2 separate regions of the Mus musculus genome follow, and region 2 is linked to region 1. A link is a contact called in public capture Hi-C data. All regions are on one chromosome and are shown on one strand. The core of a region is the stretch at or near the end of the contact, and the rest is flanking DNA. Distances in the headings are between cores, read along the strand shown.

Region 1 (3,545 bases), core at 291-2,790:
GAGGAAGGGAGGAAAGGTAGAAAAACTTTGTCACATCTTGAAGAACTCCAAGTTAAGACCCAAACCAGAGTAGCTTACCAAAAGTATAGTTTAGAAGACGTCGTGCATGCATAGGACAGGTATGTACAGTGGGAGAAAAATCAACCTTTAACTCTTATGCTTGTACTTCCAGAAGTCCCTGGATAAGTTACAAATGTCCTCCTCAATGGGTACACCATATAGCTTCATCAAGATTTCTTGGTCACTGGAAGACTGCAACAGTCTTCTGAAGGAGTAGGCCTAACTTTAGTACCAAGGTAGCAGAAAGTAGACACCGTGTGAAGGAGCCAAAGGCAGTGAAGAGCAGTGTCGTCTCTTTCTTCAACACTTCAAAGGAATTCGGAGTAATAGCTACCTCTTTAAGCAGGCCGATAACTCGATGTTATCATCTTAAAGGCCCCAGAGGGACAGAGAAAAGTTAGGTCGAACTCCCTGGCAATGCTGGCACACTTCTGATTCACCTGAACACCACCCACAGGCCAGAGAAGAAATGGTAACTCTCCAGAGCTTTCTTCTCACATTAAAAGAATGTTAAGCAATCTTATTTGAGAGGACCTGTGGCCACTGTCCCACTAGGAACTGCTTTATGAATTCTGGACTGTGCTATTAAGACAAACGATGAACTTCGGTGTGTACTAAAGTCAGAAAGAGCCAGGCAGCCCTTGGGATAAAATTTCATAGCCACACAACTAGAGACATATTTGGTAAAAAAGAAAAAAAGGATGTCAGGGGGATTTCCAAAATCTCCTAACTGGAGGACAATCATAGCGGTGAGTTTGTGGGGAGAGTCGACCAATCACGGAGCTCTAGCTTGTGTTTTAAGGAAAAGGAAACTTGATTACCAGGAAAAAAAAAAAAAAAGTAAGTGTCAAGAAGGGACCCAACAATAATTAGTCCTGTTGTGAGGGGGAAATGCTTCTCAGAAAGCCATTTCACATCAAACGCCAATGTGGCCTCCTATCAAACCTCACTGTTCATGTTTTTTTTCAGATCTCTGAACAAGTTGAATGGAGTGGTTTCCCTTTCAACTACATTATAAAGCGTTTTCAAAGGCTTGTGCTATCTCCATTTGTAGTATCTGATAGTGAAGGGGCAGAGTTCATTTTTAGCCAATAAAATAACTCTTCATGAGGTTGTGAATTTGAGCCCAGACAAGCCACAAAAAGTACAGACTCAACTAGACGTTCAAAGTTCCTAAAACGCACACATACATCACTGCGAACAGTAAATACAGGAAGCACAGACCATTCTTCAGCCCTGGTCTCAGTTTTGATGAACTGTTTTGCCATGAAGAATCTTCCCTCAGACGGCTTGCACTAGAAAGAAAAGGACAAAAATACCCAGCCCTGGCTTTCTCACGGGGCAAACCTTTTCCTTTCTCTGTGTGAAAACTTCAAGGGTTTCTGATTGCCCACAAAAATTTTACAAGCTAGTCCCACAACATAATGTGACTTTTTAAAGAACAAGGAAGTGCAAGGGCCTCTCGCAGGCAGCGGCAGTGTGTTTAACTGCTGGTGTTAGCCACAGCAGTATGACCTCTGCTTAGAGCAGCTTTGACCACCAGTCATCAGCTCTGGGGAGAGACATACCCAATGTGACACAGGAAAGAAGTGTCAACTGTGGTAAGTCATGGCTGAGACCTATGGAGAATGAAACCCGTCACCAAAGTAGATCCAAAGCATAGGAAGGGTCCAGAATTCTCCATTTGGCAAAGTCAAATACAGGCATTATCTTCCTGACCTTGCTAGCAAACAAGGATACTGATGTGATAGAGAAACCTGAGAAGGGTATTGAATTTTGTTCTGTGACGGATTGAACCCAAGGCCTAACATCTGCCACTAAAGCTACATCTCCAGCTTTAGCAACAATGTGAATTTCCCTTCACATTTGATATATTTAAACATTACAGCATGCATGTAAGATACACGTTCTCTTTGTATATTATAAGCACCAATATTTTCTCTCAAATTTTGTGTGATACAAACCAAGATTATTTTTTATTCTTCACCAATTTTGTATATGTACACACTGAACTTGGGGGGCATTTTCACACCTTCTTATGTATTTCTTATCCATCCCATCTTATCTTCTCTTTCTCTTATCTCTTGCTTTGTCTCCTGAAACCTTTTTTCTTTCCAACAAGGCCCCTCCTACTTTGATGACATTTCTTTCTTATCCAATGGATTTAGTTATAGTTGCTTGAATGGGTATGAGTGGAGGGTCATTAACTGGAATATAGACAACTTACCAGTGGATATACTGACACAGAAAATGAACTCTTTCCCCCCAAACCTATTAACTGGCTGTAGTCCTTCAGTGAGGGGTGAAGCCTCAGGAGCCTCCAACAGGTACTAGAGGAAAGTGAGGTTCCAGTCTTGTGTAGGTCTTAGGTGGGTAACACTACTGCAGTGAGTTCACACGTGCAAACACTGTGTTGTGTCCAGAAGATATTATTTTTAAAGCTGCTTTATGCTTTATTTTCTGTGTGTGCATATAAGGAGAGGTGTTACTGTGTAGGGTTGTGCATACATGTGAACACGTTCACTATATGTAGAGATCAGAAAACAACTTACAGGAACTGGTTCTCCCCTACTGGCCATATGGATCGTAGAAAGAAATCTAGGTCATCAGGCTCAGCATCAGAGTCATGTTATTGTCCCATAGGAAATCTTCTTAGCACTCCATGCCAAACTCTGGCTCTTAAATATGTCCTCCCATCTCCTTCCACAGTGGTCCTTGAGCCTCATCATGGGTAGAATAGAGAGATCTGGTTGAGGAACAAGCACTCTCTGACTATTTACTCTCTGGAGTGTGACTAGTTGTAGATCTCTAAACTAGCTGTTGCCTGCTGCAAAAAGAAACTTAGACTTAGAACAGCACTGATCTATGAGTATAAACCTAAGCATTTGGAGGACAGTTGAATACCATGCCCATGTAAGATAACAGTCACAAGTCAAGAAAGTCTTCTAAACTTATTTCTATTGGAGAAAACACTGACATAGTCCATCTTCTTTGAGAGACATGGACAGAAGACATGCTTTGGGATGCTTAGCATCACTTCAGTGTCTGCTTTCTTCAATAAGTTAACTTTAACAAGTGCACCTTTAGCAAGCTAATAATTTTTATCTCCTTGTGGCAAAAAAAAAGGAGGATAGCCCATCCACACGTAGAAGATGACAGCCTTGAGGTGAGATCATCTTGGATTGCATGTTCTTAAATAGCTGGTATCTACTCAGTCAGGGTCAGGACTGATTTTTCTTCTAACTAGCAGGCCATCATTTTAAAAATATTCCTCCATTGCAAAAGTGAGATCTAATCCCCTGCTCATGCGTGTGTTCTATCTTGCAAGCACTATGATGAACTATGTGGCAGAAACAACATTCTACCAACACTGGCTCTTAACTCTAAGAGAAACTGCAGTTTCAGCTTACCTTTATTTTAAGAGCATTGAATGCCACATTAGAAATCTCCCTGGTATTTCAGAGCCCATTTGGTGATGCCATGAC
Region 2 (3,545 bases), core at 288-2,787, 550 kb before region 1:
TTCCTTCCTATCTAGGCATCTTGAGTTCTAGGCTGACTACAAGGAAAACTAAATTATACAAAGGTTACCATGTTCTTTAGATCAAAAGGATGTAGTGTTGGCATTGAGCCTCAGGTCCAGGTCACTCTGGGAGGGGGTCAGTGTGCAGCCCTTAAGTAATAACTGCAAGGAAGAAAGCCATTGCACACCCAGTTCCTCCTCTTTTCCAAAGGGGAGTGTTTTGTCCTCCAAAGCATATCATTTGATTTGGACTCTGTTAAAAGTGCAACTCTCTATGTCCCACAAAACATTTAGTAGGAGAGGCAGGGCACTTCCCCTCCCTCTCACAATGATAAATTATAAACCGAGTATCTTTCTGTGTCCATGTTTCAATTCCTTGTCAGTGAGACTGAGCACCCACACAGTGATTGCGTCCCAGGTACACAGGCATTTCTTCCCTTCCTCCCTGTCTCTCTGGTCTCCCTTATACCTGACCTTTGGATAACTGCTCCTTTAAAAGCATTTGGGGGTAAAATAATTACATTTTGTTCCTCAAAACTAAGAAACTTGTTTCTTACTTTAAGTATTTTTTCAGTATTTAAAAATTATTCTCCAGATTGTTTGGCATACTGGGATTTGAAAAATTGATATAACTGATCAATAAAGACGCAAGACCAATGAAGTGTTGCCAACCTAGCTATGTAAGCACCCTGTCACTATCCATTGAGTCCTATTTATACTCTACAAACATCGTGTGTCCTCCCATGGGTCTTGCCTCCGGAAAATACCATGTGAGTCTGCCTTAGCGAAGCATCAGGTGAGCCTGCGTCACATGACATAACCAGGATCTTCCACTTAAATATATACATATGCTCTAACTACAGCCTGCTCAGTCTCTACGATACCTAATGAGTGCTTTCCCTCCCGCTGACCATTTGGTGTTGGATAACGAATTGTTGTGTCCTTCTTCTCTTTCAGAAGTCTTAATGTGAGATTAGAACTAAGTTTTTCTTTGTATATGTAAAAACTGTATTTTTCAATTTACTCTCAGATTTCTAGGGTAAATACAATTCTTTACTATTTGCCTTATCAAGTCAAATTAAAAATTGTTAGATTTTACTAGCTCTATTCAATTGTAGATATTATTAGCTCTATTCAAAGTATTGATTTAAGGAATCAACTATGGACTGAAATGTTACTTTTGTTTGTTGGTATTTTCAAATTGATAGTATTACAAGTTTTAAAACTTAAACGAAATGTCTATTTAAAATGTACTGATTTAAAGTTGATTTTTCTATAATTATTAATAGATAATTTTAGTAAAAACCTTTATTATCTTTAAGCAATGTGTAATTACTAATTCATTTATTGACTATCACAGAATGTCCATTCTTTATGATTCTTGTAACAAAAAGCAAAATTTTTAATAGATAAAACTACATAGTTGGAAACTGCATAACTACAAAATCAGTTTTCTGTTCAGTGGGTAAGTTCAAGGATCATACTCAGAACTCTAACACGTGCCGTGTTAAGGACTATGCTATTAAGTGACTTTACCACTGAGCCTTCTGGTGGAAGCACACTTCTGATTATGCAATGTTTTAAAAACGGTACTGCAGAGACTAGGAACATCTTAATGAAAGTAAAAGTATACTAGATAAAATATTCAAATTAGTAATATTTTGAGTATATTTGCCTGATATTTTTCAAACTGTTAGATTGTTGCTGTTATTAGAATGGAAACATATTTAAACATTATGGAAAACATATTTATCAAAATGGGCTACTGAGCAAAAAATAAGGAAATGAAAGCAAGTTTTAATATATAAATATACATTGTGTTATGCATGTTTTATAACTCAAAGTCACTGACTAATAAACATGACGGATGTATTATTACAAAGTAAGAACCTGTCTTTGATACTTATACTAATTTTTAGCTATATAAAATCCATAACTTCATGAATGTTTCTAAATTATAGTTTTGTTGGTACAGTTAGCTAGAGAGGAGGGTAGAGCATCTTAAAGCGAGATTGTTTGATTCATATCTTCTTAGTAGACACACATATGGCATGTAGACCTCAGTTTGTTCTCTTGCTTAAAGCCCTGTAGAAGGTGGGGATAGCTACATTTTGACAGCCCAGATGGAGTAGTTTGAATTCTACCCTTGGAAAGGGTTGTCTGATATGAATACTTGACATAAGAGCCTGGAGGAAGCCACGCTCACTCTACTCAGATTAGAATAACATATCGGAGCTACACGCTCCCTCTACTCAGATTAGAATAACATATTGGAGCCACACTCCCTCTACTCAGATTAGAATAATTAGATTGAGATAATTGTGTTGCTTTATTTTTTGAATAAGGGTTTTCTGCATAACCCTGGCTAGCCTTGAACTCACTGTGTAGACCAGGCTAAACCTGCCTCTGTCTCCCTAGTGTTGTGATTAAAGGTATGCACCAGCAACAGCCTGCAAGATAAATTACTTTCAAGTACTTTTTTCTTCTATGTAAAGTGATCACTTTAGCAATGATCCTAGTTAGTGACTTTGGAACTATGTCTTAATATGCCTCAATAAAACAGACCTCATGAAAATCACTGTTTAATTGATTATTCATGAATTTCCAGCTATATATTTTCATTTCCCTCTCTTGGAGAATTCAACATGATGTATTCTTTCTACCTAGAGAACAGAAGTTGAATCACTCCACAGAGGACGACTGTGTTAATTCCTTCTCACTATTCATCATTCCTCCCTCTGGCCTGCTGTGCTTTTCTACTCATCTTCATGACTCAAGATAGGAGCCGATGCCGTTGCATTCTCTCATAGCTGGAGGCCTTAGGTAGCTGGGATGTGATTTAATGGACGCTTTGGTACATGACTCAATGGAAAAATCACTCTCTTTCTCTAAATGTCTCTCCTGTCTGTATTAATTGGTACCAGTGTATGATTTACTTTGCGGCTCCCTATAGGTCTTCTTTTCTATTTCTTATATACCTCAGGCCTCTCCAGATTTTAATCCTTTCAAATAAATCATGTTTTAAGAACTGTTACTTGCCTTCCTATCTTCCAAGTTCAGGACATTTTCTGGGAAATGATGACACAGTATCAGAGTAAACCAGTCTACATTTACATAGAGGTATTGGCAGTTGAGACATTCTACCGCTAACAAGTTTTCTGAATGCTATGTCTCTCTGAGAGCCTTTTATGCTGTTTGTAAAATAGTATCAGAGTGGCTGGGTCGCATGGTCAATCATAGCCCTATCATTTTCTGGATTATTACTGTTATTTCATATAGTTAGACTTGGTACCCACTTAGCAATCTGAAAAATTGACAAATATTGGCTCCAATGGACAAATTGATAAATACAAGGAAAAAATAAGAAAACAAAATTTCTTTTTTCTTTTAACTCTTCATTTTGATTAATTTATATATTCATATATTCATACAGTGTATCCTGATCATAACCATCCCTAGCCCTGTCAACTCCCTCTAGGACCCTGCCATCACATCTCCTTCCACGACTTCATGCCTTCCTTTGTATTATTTATATATTAATATGT

Evidence for each region. Capture Hi-C pulls out chosen DNA fragments and counts their contacts.
Region 2: a capture Hi-C map of bone marrow-derived macrophages shows a contact between it and region 1, with 8 times the contacts expected there. The contact joins two enhancer-like sites. A contact is called at or near these places in 3 of 484 Hi-C or Micro-C datasets (the Ba/F3 cell line, CD4 T cells and bone marrow-derived dendritic cells), 2 of 115 datasets of contacts at active chromatin or transcription factors (bone marrow-derived macrophages and embryonic stem cells) and 1 of 9 other capture datasets (bone marrow-derived macrophages).

What each region holds. Positions count from the first base shown.
Region 1 is chr15:5,515,401-5,518,945 of GRCm38.p6, reverse strand. The region is part of intron 1 of 5430437J10Rik (RIKEN cDNA 5430437J10 gene); the gene reads right to left. Among named protein-coding and RNA genes, the nearest start is that of 5430437J10Rik, 21 kb to the right of the region's middle. Within about 2 kb of position 1,540, at least 91 of the 459 cell types and tissues checked have an H3K27ac peak or open chromatin away from gene starts, as enhancers often do. A contact at or near this core is called in bone marrow-derived macrophages, where this site is marked.
Region 2 is chr15:6,063,298-6,066,842 of GRCm38.p6, reverse strand. No RefSeq gene overlaps it. Among named protein-coding and RNA genes, the nearest start is that of Gm41259, 20 kb to the right of the region's middle. Within about 2 kb of position 1,537, at least 1 of the 459 cell types and tissues checked has an H3K27ac peak or open chromatin away from gene starts, as enhancers often do. A contact at or near this core is called in bone marrow-derived macrophages, where this site is marked.